Regions from separate parts of the Mus musculus genome. Here all the other regions are linked to region 1. A link is a contact called in public HiChIP or PLAC-seq and promoter capture Hi-C data. All regions are on one chromosome and are shown on one strand. Each heading gives the region's core, a stretch centred on a gene start, on an enhancer-like site or on the middle of the called end of the contact. The rest is flanking DNA. Distances are from core to core; before and after follow the strand shown.

Evidence for each region. Promoter capture Hi-C pulls out the DNA fragments that hold promoters and counts their contacts. HiChIP or PLAC-seq counts read pairs in DNA pulled down with a chosen protein or histone mark. Capture Hi-C pulls out chosen DNA fragments and counts their contacts.
Region 2: a promoter capture Hi-C map of stem cell-derived epiblast-like cells shows a contact between it and region 1, with 2.6 times the contacts expected there. The contact joins the promoter of Pdxp here to the promoter of Sox10 in region 1. A contact is called at or near these places in 7 of 39 promoter capture datasets (the 3T3-L1 cell line, cranial neural crest, embryonic stem cells and 3 more), 4 of 484 Hi-C or Micro-C datasets (cardiomyocytes, cerebellar granule neurons and olfactory sensory neurons), 2 of 115 datasets of contacts at active chromatin or transcription factors (embryonic basal ganglia and pancreatic cancer cells) and 1 of 9 other capture datasets (pancreatic islet).
Region 3: an H3K4me3 HiChIP or PLAC-seq map of bone marrow-derived macrophages shows a contact between it and region 1, with 7 times the contacts expected there. The contact joins the promoter of Tmem184b here to the promoter of Sox10 in region 1. A contact is called at or near these places in 4 of 39 promoter capture datasets (frontonasal cranial neural crest, hematopoietic stem and progenitor cells, liver and 1 more), 1 of 484 Hi-C or Micro-C datasets (embryonic stem cells), 2 of 115 datasets of contacts at active chromatin or transcription factors (bone marrow-derived macrophages and pancreatic cancer cells) and 1 of 9 other capture datasets (adipose tissue).
Region 4: a contact with region 1 is called in a promoter capture Hi-C map of liver. The contact joins the promoter of H1f0 here to the promoter of Sox10 in region 1. A contact is called at or near these places in 2 of 39 promoter capture datasets (hematopoietic stem and progenitor cells and hippocampal neurons), 3 of 484 Hi-C or Micro-C datasets (the G1E-ER4 cell line, embryonic stem cells and myocytes), 1 of 115 datasets of contacts at active chromatin or transcription factors (pancreatic cancer cells) and 3 of 9 other capture datasets (adipose tissue, liver and pancreatic islet).

The regions. Positions count from the first base shown.
Region 1 is chr15:79,163,220-79,165,768 of GRCm38.p6, reverse strand. Sox10 (SRY (sex determining region Y)-box 10) reads left to right here and starts at 1,279. Exons shown (of 4, transcript NM_011437.1): 1 at 1,279-1,487; 2 at 1,975-2,480. The coding sequence starts at 2,053. RefSeq lists enhancers at 1-74, 1-238, 764-1,422.
Region 2 is chr15:78,912,639-78,915,187 of GRCm38.p6, reverse strand. It overlaps Pdxp (pyridoxal (pyridoxine, vitamin B6) phosphatase), which reads right to left and starts at 1,269. Exons shown (of 2, transcript NM_020271.3): 1 at 657-1,269. The coding sequence starts at 1,218. All of the region lies in intron 5 of Gm30368 (a long non-coding RNA gene), which reads left to right.
Region 3 is chr15:79,402,036-79,404,584 of GRCm38.p6, reverse strand. Tmem184b (transmembrane protein 184b) reads left to right here and starts at 1,282. Exons shown (of 9, transcript NM_172608.1): 1 at 1,282-1,400.
Region 4 is chr15:79,026,927-79,029,475 of GRCm38.p6, reverse strand. It overlaps H1f0 (H1.0 linker histone), which reads right to left and starts at 1,264. Exons shown (of 1, transcript NM_008197.3): 1 at 1-1,264. The coding sequence starts at 754. The coding sequence ends at 170.

The DNA.
Region 1 (2,549 bases), core at 30-2,529:
CACACTGGCCCAATTGTCTGGCTGGTTGTGTGTGCGCAAGCATGTGTGAGTGTGTGTTACCAATGTCTGCCACCCCCTCGACATGCCTTTGCCCTATGTGACTATCTCTTTGTGTCCCCACTATCCACCCTGGGGCCCTCCCAATCATTGAGGCCTTGATTCTCCAGACCCCAGTTCCAGCTCGACTCCAGAAGGTACCTGTTTGGTGTGGGCCTAGGGCCTTACCTAGCTAAGTGGGACAGAGAAGCCACACACTGTCAGTGGGGTGGCCCATGCTCCTCTGTTTGTCCCTCCGTGGGCACCCCAGTTCCGCCTAGCCACTCAACCAGGAAAGGGTGCCTTCACTGAGAAGAGAAAAGGACACTAACTAGGCTGTAGAGGTGAGACCAAGGATAGGAGCCCTGGGGCAACGGGAGGAAGAACAAAGAATCGGCTTGAGGGGCAGAAAGGGGGCGGGGGCTGTGAGAGCCAGGGCAGTTCCTGTCTTTTCTCAGTGTGGGAGAGTAAGGGACTTCACATCCAGACATCCAGGACTGGGTCTCCTTTCCAGGGAGAGGAAGAGCCCTTCATGGAAGTGAGAGACACCCCCTCCCCAAAGTCCCCCTCACCCTTCTTGAAGAGTAGGGCACTCTCACCCTGCCTCAGCCTCCTGTGTCTCTCTCTATCCTGGGCCAGTCCAGCCTTCTGGATGCTAGGATCTTAGAGAGAAGGGATCACGGATTGAATCTGGGGGTTGTATGTGTACAGGGCAAAGGTTATCCAGCTGCGGTCCTGGGGGGCTTGGCTTGGGTCAGCTGTGTTGGAGAGGACAGGAGAAGGCGAGGGTCTGATACCTACTGCAGGCTGCGGTGCCTAGCACACAGTGGGACTCAGTGGGATTTCTCAAATGAAGCAACACAGGCCACGACCCTTTCAAGTTATCCACTCTCCTCACACCTCTCTCCAGTCCTTTGTCAACTGTCCATGCCACCACCTGTGGCAATGGTTTAGGGTCCCAGGCAACAGGTTCTGACTGTGCCACCTGTATCTCTCCCTTCCCAGACCTAAAATATCCCCATGCTCACACCAGATGCCAAACCCAAGCTGAGTCCAGGGAGACGGGCCTAGGCAGCAGTGCGGGTCACAGGGCTGGGGTTGGGGGGGGGGGGGCTGGGCAGAGTGGAGGCGTCCTGGGTGTTGGGGATGAAGGCAGCGCTGGAGGCTCCACCTTCTGCCCTTCCCTCCCTCCTTTCCCCCTCCCCTCCCCCTCCTTCCTTCCCCAGCCGTCTGCAGCGGCTCAGTCAGTCTCGGCTGTCCAGCCAGGGTGTTTGGTGGTGAGGATTCAGGCTCCGTCCAGACAAGGCAGTGGCCTGAGGCTCAGGGCCCCCCAGCCCCTCCCTCCCAGTCCATCAGCGTCACTCCCCAGCCCCGAGCTGGACCGCACACCTTGGGACACGGTTTTCCACTTCCTCAGGACGAGCCCCAGACTGGAGGAGAGGTCGGAGGAGGTGAGTGCGCACTGCGCCCCTGGGCCCGGAGTGCCAACCGGGGGTCTGGGTCACCCCTGCTTTGCGATGGGAGAGTCTGACACCCTGCAGGCAGGCCTGCGTCCCCCCATTCTGCTCCCCTAGGCTGTCAGAGCAGACGAGGGGAAAGAGAGGTGAGCGAAAAGGTGGGAAATTCCAGGGGCCCGGATTAGAGCCGAATAAAGGGTCCGTTTTTCTTCCTTTCCATCAACAAACCTCCACCCAAAAGGAGGTTTAGGGGAAAAAAACGAAAAAAAAAAAAAAAAAAAAACACCCACACCTAGAGACGGTTGGGATCAGGGGGTGGGAAGACGTGGAGGCGGGACGCACCCACCTAGGGTCTGGCATGTGCACGCGCCCAGGCCCGAGTGGGTTTAGCGCAGGCAGGGAGAGTCGCCACTTCGGGGCTGCACCCGCGTGCCGGGAGTGGCGCCCAGCGCCTCTCCATCGCGCCCTCCTTCCCGTCCAGGTGGGCGTTGGGCTCTTCACGAGGACCCCGGCGGCGGGCCCGGGGGAGGCGGCCGAAGCGGCGGCGGCCGGGAGCGACATGGCCGAGGAACAAGACCTATCAGAGGTGGAGCTGAGCCCTGTGGGCTCGGAGGAACCCCGCTGCCTGTCCCCAGGCAGCGCGCCGTCGCTGGGACCCGACGGCGGCGGCGGTGGCTCGGGCTTGCGAGCCAGCCCGGGGCCCGGTGAACTGGGCAAGGTCAAGAAGGAACAGCAGGACGGCGAGGCGGACGATGACAAGTTCCCCGTGTGCATCCGCGAGGCGGTCAGCCAGGTGCTCAGCGGCTACGACTGGACGCTGGTGCCCATGCCCGTGCGCGTCAACGGTGCCAGCAAGAGCAAGCCGCACGTCAAGAGGCCCATGAACGCCTTCATGGTGTGGGCACAGGCGGCACGCAGAAAGCTAGCCGACCAGTACCCTCACCTCCACAATGCTGAGCTCAGCAAGACACTAGGCAAGCTCTGGAGGTGAGCGCTGCCCCGGCCCAACACCCCCCTCGTGCGCGCGCACTAGGGCTAGCCTGGGACCCCAGAACA
Region 2 (2,549 bases), core at 20-2,519, 250 kb after region 1:
GATGGATGGGGGGTCCCCAAAGGCCAAGTCAGGTTCCCCTGCTCTATGCTGTGTGTTCCCTGGCAGCTCACCTCCCTTAAGTACCAATTTCTTTAACTGTGAAATGGGCCAAAACTCTTATTTTTGAACTAATCTGGAAAGGAAATGAAGGCACCATTAAGGAGCTTCAGGAAGCTATTAATAAACTAGAGGGCTGGGTTCAAAAGCCTGGGGATAACCGACATGGTAAAGAACCCCACTGGAAACCAGGTTCCGAGGTTATGTAACTCACAGGGTTAACCAAACAGGGCCAGAACTGGAACTGAGGTCAAGCTCCACTACCTTCCAGTCTCCCCACTGGCCTAAGGTCAAGCTCCACTACCCCCTAGTTTCCCCACTACCCTGATTCTGGATGCGCGGATCCAGCTCTCCACCGGCATCATCCTTCCAGACCGCTTCGACAAACCCTCCTGCAAAGTGGGTGGGGCCAATGACAAAAGCCCAAGAGGCCGGTTCCAAATCTGTATCCCACCTGCAATTCCCTGAGCTACAGTGAGCCTAAGGTGGCTCGTGTGTCAAACTGGTCCTCGGCCACTATCCGACAGGCGGCAGCTGCAGGAATTCCGAAAAGCGCGTCAGGTCCCAGCACACATCCCCGCGCCCAGTCCCGTGCTCACCGGGGGTCCGGCTTCCGTCGCTGAGCGGGTGCCAAGGGTCGCGATCGGTGGCCACGAGCAGGCAGTCGGGGTCGCGCAGGTGCGCGCACGCCTCGGTCAACCTGGAGAAGGAAAACTGCTCGTCGTAGCCTACGAGCACGGCGCGCACGCGCGGGTCCTCGCCGGGGTCCCCCGCCAGGCGCAGCCCCGCGGCGCGCAGCTCAGCGCGCAGCCCCTCGCCTCCCAGCACGAACACTGCGCCCGATGCGTCGGGCGGCCCGGACAGCCGCTGGCGCAGGAGGCGCGCGGCACACAGCGCGGAGCTGAAGAGCTGCTCGGCGCGCAGCCCCGCGAAGCCCAGGCGGGCGAAGCGCAGCGCCAGCTCGGGCCGCGCGCGCCGGCTGTTGTTGCTCACGAACAGCGTGTTCTTGCCGGCCCGCGCCAGCCGCTGCAGCAGCTCAGGGGCGCCCGGCACGATGCGTTCGCCGTTCCACAGCACTCCGTCGCAGTCGAACAGGACTCCCTGCGCCTGGCCCAGCACGTCGCGCAGGGCCGCGCCGCGCAGCCGCTCGCAGCGCGCCATGCAGCCGGCTGGCCGCTCGCACGCGCGCGCTGCGCTCCCTCCGTGGACAAGGGGCAGCTTCACCAATTGGCGCGCAGAACGGGGAGGAGGCGGGGCTACGAACACAGGCTTCAGCCAATAGCGACTAGAATTTAGTCGAAGGTGCTGGCCGATCCCGAAGGAGCTCGGAGAAAGGGGCGGGACCGCGGGCGCCACTAGAAGGAGGCGACCAATGAAGAGACAGCCTGGTCTGCAGCGAATCGCCGTGCGCTTCCCAGCCAATTAAAAACGTAGGCCAGATGGTTGCTAGGAGAAAAACAGAGGCTGAGAGAGATGTTGTCTTCGGGCCACATCTTGTTGCCCTCGGAACCATTGAGGCTCATTAGAAACATGTGGATGTGATGGAGCCAGGGCTCCATCACCCGTGACTTCGCAAGCTGGCCTGGGCTCTTAGACCTGGTCAGTGATCCTTCTGGTCATCTGACTGTGCTGTGGAGTCTCCTGGGGAACTTGTTTTTTTTTTTTGTTGTTGTTGTTGTATAATTTCCGTTTAGTAAGATGTATACTTTATAGTTCGATGGCTTTAGATAAATGATTTTTAAAACACAGGTACAGGTCAGTGGAATGGTTCAGCAGATGATGGCAGTTTGCTGTCAAGGCTGAGGACCCGAGTTCCTTCTTCAGAAACCTCACGGTGGAGAGAACATACTCCTTCCAGTTGTTTTCTGACCTCCACACACACATCCACACAGATGAATGTTAAAACGTTCTAGCCGGGCGATGCGAACACATACATTTAATCCCAGCACTCAGAATCAGAGGTAGGAAGAGCTCTGATTTCCAAGCCAGCCTAGTCTACAGAGCAAGTACTAGGACCAAGGGTATTCAGAGAACCCTGTCTCAAAAAACAAAAAAACAAAACAAAAAAAAAACCCAATAAATAAATAAATAGATAATCAAACACATGGCTGTAAGACAGGAACCCAGAGATCTGATTTCATGTTTTATGTGTGTGGGGGCACTAGGCACTATTTTGATGGCCAGGCCCAATTGGTAACCCATTTTATTGATGGGGTGATCCCAACTGCCTAGGTCTCCATTTTGTAGACGGAAACCTTTTAATCTGTCAAGCCTTTGAATAACCAGTAATTCAAAGTATGGGGACCAGGGATGAACAGGGATCTGTACTGTCACAATATTTTGGTTCTAAGCAGAACTGTAGCTGTCTAACCCAGAGCAACTGAAGGGAAGAGACCGAAGAAAAACCGTGCCTTTGAGGCCCAACTATTTTCTGTTCTTTGTGCCTTTTGTAATGGGTTTCTTAGCCTAGAAGACCATAGACAGCATGCCCC
Region 3 (2,549 bases), core at 33-2,532, 240 kb before region 1:
TGTCTCAGAACAATCCTGCTTCAGCTTCCCTAGTAAAGCCAGCCAAGCAAGACTTTGAAGACATGTCTGGGGAAACTGTAGCCCCAGCAGAGGGGACAGCAGGTGCAAAGGCATGGAAGCTGAATGCTTGTACTTGGTTGTAGGGAAAGCAAGAGGTCAGTGTTCAGGAAAAGGAGATGAGGCCAGGCATGCCTGCGGAGGGTGATGCTGGATCAAGGCTGTGCAGAGATCTGCAGATGTTGGCTTCATTTGGAATGGCATGAGGAACTAATTAAGGGTTTTGAGCAAAGTGCCATATAGTTCATCTTGGGTGGGTTCGTTTGTTTGTTTACTTTGGTGCAAAGAATTATATTGAGGGTCTGGTGAATGGTAAGCAAGCATTCCTCCAACGATTTGGATTTTTAAAGGAATCCCTGATTCTCACATTGGCACAGACCCGCCGAGGACAAGGTTGGAAAATCGGGCTAAGTAGATGCTCACAGTACCTGGGCAGAGCCTGGACATGACAGCAGTTCAGTAGTGTGGAGGTCAGAGTCTAGGGATACAGGATGTCTTGCCCAAGCTGATGGGACGAGGGGGAGAGGGAGGGCAGCACTCAAGGATAATACTAGACTTTCTGGCTTGAAGACTGGAAGCAGGGATTGGGGAATGCTGTGAAGAAGAAATGTGTGTGGAGGGGAAAGCAGCTGAGCCCGCTAAGTAAGAGGCGTCGGTAGACATTTGGAGCTGGAGATAAAAATAAACTTGGTTGCATATTACACATTTCAGTCATCTGGGTAAGACGAGGACCTCACAAATCAAAGTGGGGTAGGGGCTGGAATGACTCCTCTAGAATCGGTTCGTTAGGCTGCTAGGAATGAGGTGGGGCAGCTCCACTAGAGCAGTTTCATTTTGCATAACTATACAAAACGTTCCGTGGAAGTCCGTTCCACAGTCTCACACTCACCCTCCCTGTCTCAAACGTCAACTAGATTTCGTTTCACCTTCAGCGTTGGCATATACAAGGCTTTCAGAGAATTGAAACTCAAGCTAGCTCGCGAGTGTCCGGGACAGTCTGTATCCCGCGGGTCAGACTGTGCATCCCAGGACTGTGGTGGGTGGGACTGGACTAGGAAACCTGGGCCCTGGGTCTCTCGCGGTGCGTTTGCGAGTTGCAAGAGGACCTCACCATTCTCCTGACCCGAGATTGCGCGTGGTGCTTCGCAGCGCGCGGCCCCTTTAAGGCTCGGCGAGTGACCTCAGCGGCGCGCTCCGGCCCCGCCCCCGCCAGCGGCGTTCCTAGTGCGCAGGCGCGGCGCGGCGGTACCCGGCGGGGCTCGGGACGCGCCAGCGGCGGCCGAGATACCGGGCTGCGGCGCCGCCTGCTCCGCCTGCAGTCTCCAGCGCCATGGGCTCCTGAGGTACCCGGGCGGCGGATGCACGGGATGAACGGGGACCGGGCGGGGGCTGCACCTTGGGGAGAACTCCACTCTGGGGACTTCCCGCGGGGAGGCAGGGACTCGGAGGCCCCCAAGCGGCCCGTGGGTGTGCCCGCTTCGCCAGCGTGGCGGGGCCCTGAGTGTAACCGGACCTGCTCGTGGGGGAGTCGGGGTGGGCGGCGCGGGGCCCAGCCTCTTACCGATGGGACTGTGCGCACCGCGGTGGGTGTGCTGCAGCCTGGCACGACCGAACGGGGCGGGGAGACGTCGGTCCTCAGTGCAGTGGCTTTGACCTGGCCCGGTGGTCGGCCCTTGAGACGGTACATGCGTAAATGGGGGTGTGCGCGCGCTTTGCACACAGGTCAGTAGATTTGAAGGGGGATAGGGATCTGGGGCTCCCAGGATGCTGGGTGTTCAAAGGAACCCTAGAGATTGGTTTGGGTGTGTGGTGCCTGTTTGCCTGGGCACGCCCTTGGACACCTTGCTTGGATGCTTAGCTTGGGGCTAAGGAGCTCCAGGCAGTGGCAAAGCTAGGGAGTCTGGGGAACGGGCTCGGATTTTTAGTTTGTATCCTTTCTTGGAGGACTGTATGAGGCGGGACATCTCATCCCTCCCTCCTTGGAGGCCTTGGTGGGGCAAAGCAGGTGTCTGCCTGCCTGATACCTGGGTGTGAGGTGAAGGTCTATGTATTATTCATCTGGCTGCCAGGTGCTTTATGTAAGGAGAGAAGTAGCAATCTGTGCCCTGGAGGCAAGTGCTGCAGACTCAGCCAACACACACACACACACACACACACACACACACCCCACCAGCATCAGCAGCAGGGGGAGGTGCAGGTCTCCACGGTCTGGCTTTTTTGACAGGCTGTTTGCAGCATCCCTCTTCGTGTCAACAAGTTTGGTGGGCCCTTGGGCTCGGCACATCTGAGTATCTTGAGAGTTCTGTGCAGGGCCGGAGTTGGAACCCTTGGGTGTGGGAGCCCCAGAAGCTAGACTGGTGCTCACCCCGCACACAGATGTGAGGATCGAGGCATCGAAGAGCTCTCAGGTGCTTGGGGCAGAATCAGAATTGGAAAGAATCACAGGGATTCCAGAAACAGAAGACAAAAGACTGAGGAGTATGGAGGTGGAT
Region 4 (2,549 bases), core at 15-2,514, 140 kb after region 1:
ATAGGTTAAGGAAAAAGGAGTCATTCCACAATGTCTGTATGAGGGATCCAAACTCTGTCCTCTTTAATAAAGTCAGAATAGAATGGGCAAAGGGTTGCAGATGGAATCAAGTGAGGAAATGTATTTACAGAAAACAGGAGGGAGGAAGGAGTGTCCCCAAGCAAAGTCTTCACTTCTTCTTGCTGGCCCTCTTGGCACTCGACTTGGCTTTGGGCTTCACGGTTTTGGCCTTCTTGGGTTTGGAGGCCTTGACTGGTTTGACTTTGACAACCTTGGGCTTTTTGGCTTTCTTGGGCGTGGCAGCCGGCTTCTTCTTGGCCTTCTTGACAGGGGTGGCTTTGGGTTTCTTGCTTGGGGCTTTGGAGGCAGCCTTCTTGGGCTTGGCTGCCTTCTTTGGAGTGGCCACTTTCTTGACTTCCTTCTTGGTCTTCTTGAAAGCCACCGACCTTTTGGGCTCATCGCCCTTGGCCAGCCTGAAGGACCCCGAGGCGCCCACCCCTTTGGTTTGCTTGAGAACACCGGTGGTCACTAGGCGCTTGATGGACAACTTGATCTGGGAGTCGGCGTTCTCACCCACCTTGTAGTGGCTCTTGATATACTTTTGGATGGACTGGCGCGAGGAGCCGGCACGGTTCTTCTCTGCCTGGATAGCAGCCACGATCATGTCTGAATACTTGGGGTGGTCCGTGGACTTCTTGGAAGCCTTGGCCCGTTTGGGCTTCGCCGCCGGGGCGGAGGTGGAGTTCTCGGTCATGGTGGCCGGCCTGCTCCCACTGTTCAAGGAGCCTTCCGATGGGCCAGCCCTCGCCGGAGGCTGTGCAGAACCTGACTCGCGATCTGCTCTCCCGCTCCACTAGCAGGCCAGACGCAAGTGCGGCTGCCGGGGACGCGGGCTACGCGTGGCTCCTGTCCTCCCGGCGCGGGTCGCGAGCTGCTCTGCGCTCCCAGCCCCCACCGTTCGGTCGCTCGCCCGGCGCCTGGCGCTGCCTCCGCCTCCACAGCCTCCCTTTTCCCAGCTCTGCGTCTGGCGCTCGGGCGGCGCATCCGGGTATTTAGCGGCGGCGGGCGGACCGCGGTGAGGACTGGGCTGCTGGCTGCCTGCTCCCGGCCCGGAATGGCGCCGCGCTGCCGCCATCTGTGTTTCTTCCGCCGAGCAAACTCGACCTTTCCCGGCGGCCCGGGCCTTCCCGCTGCCCGCCGTCTCTCGAGGTCTCTGCCCGGCTCCCTAGGCTTCCCTTCTGGGGACCCTGGCGCCCCGGCCGCCGCCCCCCGCGCCCGCCACGAGCCTCAAACGGCGCCGAGGAGCGCTGGGGCGCCGGCACATTTCCCCTTTGCGGGGGGCTGGCTCTGCGGAGCCGGGGAGCCCCGGGGCTTGAGACCCCCCGTCGGAAAGCTCCCCCCTGGGACTACCAGGAGCCCCACTCCCGGATGCCTGCGGGGTCCCCCAACCTGGCGGAGCGGCTCAGAAGCGGCCCCAACTAACACACGCGGCCCTGAGCTGGGCGACTCCCAGCCGGGCCGAGTCGGGACAAGGGGGGAGGGGTCGCCTCCCCAGGGTCCGGTCACCTCTCGGGGGTCACCCGACCACAGCTCCTCTGACACCCCTACCCCCTCTCTGCCTGCGAGGCCCTCAAGGAAACTTTCCCTGAAAGAGTTGGAAGGGCACTTTCAAACTTTGTCCCTTCCCCCTCTTGAGTCGCCTTCTCCCCTCGATGCACCCCCGGACCTCGGCGAGTTGATTGCTCTCTGAGCCCGAGCCCCCCAAAGCTTCCTGGGACCCCTGGAAGATGCGGACAAGCCTCCCGGGCGGCCTGCTCTCCTCAAAGACCCCCCACATCTCCCATGTATCTGAGTATGAGTTCATTTACATGCCTGCCTTGTTAGCTAGGGAGTTTTGGGGATGTAAGAAGCAGGACCACCACCCCCCAGGCCCACCCTAGGGGTGAAGGTCCCCTCTCCCACTGGCCTCTTCAAGGTGGGGTGTGGCTTGATGTGTGTGCAGTCTCTATCATAGGTGCTGTCCAATGGCTCTGATCAGACATCCTGGGGACCCTTAGGATGCGCAGAGGCTCCTTGTGCTTTTAGAGACTTGGAAAAATGGGGCGCAGCGGGAGAAGCCGAGGAGAGAGTTCTCCTTTCCCTGGTCGTGACTTAGGTGTAGGAGGTTTGCAGTCCACCAGGGAGCCGTGGTCCCGACCACCGCCATTTTGCTGGGAAGATGCCATGTCTTTGTTAAAATGTATCCATCTTTCCCGCCCTGCTTGGCAAAAATCCACCAAGTGAGCAAGGGGCGCCACCATCTGTAGTCCGACCTGGGGCTGTTGGGAGTCCTAGGCTCCGAGAGAGTTTAGAGGCTCCGAGATTTGCCGAAGAGACCCCCAGAGAGCCCAGAACCTCTTGTCTGCTGCAGACATCCTACTCACAATGTTAGGACCTCTTGGCAGCGGCTCCGTAGGGTTCTGGTGGTATTGCCTACCTGAGCTGGATCCCCGGACCCTGGTGTTTTTATTCCCTAGCAAAAAGGCACGAAAGTGTTTAATTAAACATTA